2 separate regions of the Gossypium hirsutum genome follow, and region 1 is linked to region 2. The links are chromatin contacts, called in public Hi-C maps. All regions are on one chromosome and are shown on one strand. Each heading gives the region's core, a stretch centred on a gene start, on an enhancer-like site or on the middle of the called end of the contact. The rest is flanking DNA. Distances are from core to core; before and after follow the strand shown.

Region 1 (2,761 bases), core at 128-2,627, 130 kb before region 2:
TAATTTTGAAATTTAATCCCTTTTCTCTTCATTAAATTCCAGTAATTTAGTCTTTTTACTTGTCTGATTTAAAAGTTTTAGAAACTAAAGTCTGATAACATTGTTAATAGACCTTCATGGCATTCTAATATTCAAAGATCTGATTTAAAATTCAAACAAGTAGAGAGAGTATAGAAACTAAAGGTCAAAAGTCTAAAAGGTACAGGGACTGAAGGAAGAATTAGACCAATTAAGGTTATAAAATATAATGTACTCATCCAACTCAACCGCCATTTTTTAAAAAAAATTCTCAGAGCTTTCGCTTCCATTTCCGCGGCACAAAAAAAACCACACGATTTGACAATTCACAATCAATGCATAGATTAATGCAAATAAAGACTAAATGTCAGAAGTCTAAAAATACAGGTGCTGAGAAGAATTAGACGAATTAACATTATAATATATTCATCCAACTCAACCGCCATCAATTTTTTTAAAGGAATAATATATAATTTGGTCCCTGAACGTCTCCATTTGCATGTAGTTGGTGCTTGAACTTGTATTCGTCAACCAAGTTGGTCTCTTTACACTAATACCGTTAGTTTGTTCTGACATAACATTTTTAATAAATTTGATAGTGCCATGTGGCAGCCTCTTAGTATGTCACGTGGTAAACATAATTTATTATTTATATTTATAATTTATGTTTGTCACGTGACACACTGAGAGGCTATTATGTGGCATCACCGGATTGGCTAATAGTGCCATATTAGCACAACTAACAATGTTAGTGTGGTGATACCAACCTAGTGGATGAAATACAAGTTCAAGGACCAACTAGATACAAATGGATAAGTTTAAGGGCCAAATTATATATTAACCCTTTTAAAGAAAAACCTTTCGCAATCTGAATAATTTCCACGGCCAAAAAAAAGCATACACACTGTTTTCCACTTAATTCATAATTAATGCATATATTAAACAAAGATTAATGCAAAAAAATAGACTAAATGTCAAGAGTCTAAAAAGTAGAGGGACCGAATGAAGAATTAGACGAATTAATATTATAATCGACTCATCCAACTCAACCGCCATCAATTTAAAAAAAATATATTCTCAGACCTTTCGCTTTCATCTGAATCATTTCCACGGAAAAAAAAGAACAAAAAAAAAAACACTCGATTTTCCACTTAATTCACGATCAATGCATAGATTAAACAGAGATTAATGCAAATCTAATTAATAAATTCCTTTTTTTTCTTGAAAAAAAAGATAGATAAACGAAAAGAGAAAAAGAAAAAGAACATACCGAGATTCAACAAGAAACAAGGAGAGGAAAATTGGAAAGGAAGCAAATGTTAATGATCTCTGAAAAAATTTTAGGTCACAAAATTAAAGGGAGAAAATAAATGAAAAATAAATTATTATTAATAATATAAAATAAATATATAAAAATAAATTTAAGGGTGGGGAAAATTTAGCGCTAAAATTAGAAAAAGGAAGCAGTAGAGAAAAACGGAGAGAATAACACAACACACGCGCCTACCTCGTTTCTCTCTTTTTTGACCGCTGTCTCTCTCGGCTAAGGCTAAATGCCTTTTACGGCTTAGCTCAGCTCAGCTTGCTTTTTTAAATAATATTTACTTTTTTTTTCTTTTTTAAACCTGTATTTTTAGGTAAATTATAGAGTTAAAATTAAAAAACAGTAGTCACCAAAATAATTATTCAACTATTCAAAAATTTTTTTTGTCACCAACCGTTAGAGATGTTCATGGGCTGGGTCGGGTCGAACCTAAGTATGATATTAATATATTTTATGTTTGCCCAAGCTTAACTCGACCCGAAACATGAGCTTAAAATTTTACTCAAACCTGCTAATATTTATAAAAGACTAACCTAAGTCCATTTTAAGCCTGCCCATATTATTTTTAATTTTTTATAAATATTTATATTATATTATATTAATATTTAATAATTTATATATATTTTATTTATTGAATTTTTTTATATAATCATCTTAATATTATTTTAATGTTTACATTAGAGTAGTATTATATATTTTATATAAGTTTATTCTTTTAATGTGTTCTAAATTATATAATATATAAAAAATAATATAATATAAAGTATTATAAAATTAAAAATGAGCCGAACTGGGCTAAGCCTGAGCCTTGAATGTTCAAGTCTTAGCCCAGCCCACATTTTAAATAGGCTTAATTTTTTCTCAAGCCCATTTTTTGGACTTAATAATTTTACCCAAATCCTTCCAAAATTTAGACGGATGATAGCTCGACCTATGAATAGGTCTACTAATTATTAATGAAAATATGATGTGACAAGTTTTAAAATTTACATAATATCAACTTTAACTCTCAAAATTTGTATATTACATCAATTTAATCTCGTGACATGTTGATACTAATAAAAAATTTACATAATTTGTATCGACTATGCATTATCTAATGTCGGTTTCTATGGGCCCAAAAATACACAAAAATATATATTAGGCTTAGTTAGGTGTACCTACATAAATCCATATAATTCAGTATTAAATATCATATATTCATTTGAGTAATCACCATTATCTCTAAATCTTTGGCATGCACCTAAATAATCAAATTTCATGTGATACACCTTCCACAAGGACAATAATCTTCAGGTGGTTGAGACTAGCAATCAAAGAGAGAAGAGCAGTTAGCTAGTGAAAACAACTTCATTCAAATTTATTTATTAACATTATATTTGGTTTTTGGCAGCAAGTGATTGGAATTATTTTTTCAGG
Region 2 (2,700 bases), core at 130-2,629:
AGAAAGGATACTACCTAAGTCTACATTGATATGAGCATAAGTACTACAATAGAGGAGTGCATGAACAACATGCATAAACAGTAGCAACCACTCCCAAAGAAAGTGCATAACTGTATAGACAAATATTCCTTTTTATCCAAAGGTTATCCTATAAAACATATACTATACACAGATGTATTGACATAAAAATAAAATAATTCTTACCTCTCTGTTGAAAATCTTTATCTGTTTTAACAAAACCTGCAACCAAAGCTCTCGGAAGGGCAGCAACCCATTCATCTCTATTAAGATCTGCCGGAATGGCACTTAGAACATTGTTAAGAAGATTCTCTTTCGTGTAAATAGCAGCTGCAGATCCATTGTGTCCGTCAAAGAGCTGCCAAAATATATTTTTTTTTAAATAACGTTTAGCAATACCAGCCTATAAAAGTTTATAAATCTTTATATTCCAGTGCTGCAAATTACATGCTTTTAAGATTAGCGTTGATTTAGGTAGTATGAGAGACCCAAAATTCATACCCCAAAAACCGAGAATGTGGTGAAACCATCTCCTAGCGCTCTTTGGCATTCTGTTTTAAGCAACGTAAAATCTTCACCTTTCTTGCTGTGACTTGCTAGCCCGTGTACAATCTCCGGGTCTTCGATCTTTTCGCTAGCTAATTCACGTTTCAATAAAACCGACAGCGGTACCGTTTGATGCTCACCTCTCGTAGACATTGTTTCTTAATTTTCCAAATCCAAAAAAAACCACGTCAACGGCTAAAATTCACCTCAAAAACAATGCCTCTTAACCCTCCATGGATTACACTCAAAGATCCTAAAAGATGCACACGATGCAGGCTTTTCAATAATCAAATCGCGAAATAACCGAAATTAATATTTGAATCCATCAACAATAATCTGAAACAATTACAATTAAACAACAATGGCTAGGGCAAAAAACATCGAGATCTTCCACAAAAAAATCCGATTTACATAAAAATCTGAACGAGTCGATCAGATTCTTGATCGAAAACCGGAATCAATGTAGACATTAAAAAATTACAAAAAAAAATCCTCTGAATCTGTTAACCATAATAGAAAAGAAAAACAAAACGAATCTTAGATATGGATATGAAAAACATAACAAAATTGAATAATCCAAAAAAAAAAAAAAGGAAAATTACAAAGAAATCGATTGATTTGCAAATGGAGGAGGAGATTACGTCGCCGAGGAATTGAATTAATCTCTACGATCGAGAGAAATGCAGATCGTGGCGCCCTGCAAATAAACAATTTTTTTTTTGTTGATCGATAAAAAAAAAACTCTTTCTGTGAGAGAGAGGATAAATGAGAAACATAAAGGGGAAAATTTTTAAATAAATAAATAACAAATTCCCTTTTTTTTACAACGCCCTTTTTTTTGCCTTTTTATAATATCTGACGTGGCAAAAACGGCGGGATTATGCTTGACTCGGCTGCACGAACCAGAAATAGCCGTTCGTTTTCAAGCCGATGTATGTATTTGACCTTTGGGTCCACCATTGGGTGTGTATTGACCGTTGGATTAAGGTTGATTTAGAATCTAAAGATCATAATCAAACGTATTTTCAGTACTATGGCCCACAATGAGAAATATTCGTGGGCCACACCTTTACTCCCTTTTTTTATATAAAGGTCTAATTTTGTTTTATGTCCTCTATTGTGCAGAAATTTAGGATTTAATCCCTCTGGTTTTAACTTTGTATAATTTGGTCAATATAAAGCAATCCCTGTACTATTCATTTATATAGTTATGGTTACGTGAAAATTCAATCAGTCCTTTTTAGATGCCAAATTAAATGTTTAATGTCACTTTTATTTAGTGGAATCAATTAACAATGTTATCAATTTGGACCTACTAATAACATTGTAAAAATAAAAGATTGTTGAGGAGTCAAACTCACAACATCCTCGGTGTTGTGTTCTTAGGGTGTCTATGCTCAATTTTTGTATCAATTTTGTTCCCTCATCCTTGAAGAGGGCATGAGAGTGTCCTTTTGGCCGATAGAGAGTGGTTCACACAAATTAACAACAATGTACAAGTGAGCTACAAGAGATGTTCATTCTATCATAAAGAAGTTTGTGAAATTTGTATGCATTTGAAGAAACTGCAGAGGGGAGAGCCTCACCTACTATGGAAACATCTTACCCATAAATGACCTATGTGCCATACAGGTCATGGGTTCAAACCCCCGTCATGCATAAACTCTTCAATGAGGTGCTCGTACTTGATGGTCTGTTCAAGCATTTACTACACTTCATAATTTTCTTTTATAGTAAAGTCAGAATCACTTGTGGATCTCAATATTACTTCTCAATTGTGTGAACAGTCACCAACAAGGGTTGGATCTAGTGATAAGGCACAATGCACTCTTAACGTGAGATGCAGGTTTGAACTTTGGAAACAATATTGTTGAGAGGGATGGTTACAAACCCTGAACATGAAACGTGAAATGAATATGAAAAATATTAAAAAAAATGTGTGAACCGTCCCCCATTGACCAAAAATGCATCCTCGTACCTAACAGCATAGTGTAAGAAGGATTATGTCTCAACAAGGATCAAATTGCTTCAAATTCGAGTAGAAGACTAAATATCAAATTTTAACATAAGCTGAGGATTAAAGTAAAATTTAAACCATTTATAGAACAAAGTCGACCACTAGCGAATTGATTTTGA

Evidence for each region. A called contact is a pair of places that touch in the nucleus more often than the background predicts.
Region 1: a Hi-C map of leaf shows a contact between it and region 2, with 5 times the contacts expected there. The contact joins the promoter of LOC107910229 here to the promoter of LOC107940315 in region 2. A contact is called at or near these places in 3 of 34 Hi-C or Micro-C datasets (callus and leaf).

Annotation. Positions count from the first base shown.
Region 1 is chrD06:1,753,994-1,756,754 of Gossypium_hirsutum_v2.1, reverse strand. LOC107910229 (protein WEAK CHLOROPLAST MOVEMENT UNDER BLUE LIGHT 1) reads right to left here and starts at 1,377. Exons shown (of 3, transcript XM_041094936.1): 1 at 1,289-1,377.
Region 2 is chrD06:1,624,235-1,626,934 of Gossypium_hirsutum_v2.1, reverse strand. It overlaps LOC107940315 (probable protein phosphatase 2C 12), which reads right to left and starts at 1,379. Exons shown (of 10, transcript XM_041094930.1): 1 at 1,206-1,379; 2 at 520-817; 3 at 205-376. The coding sequence starts at 717.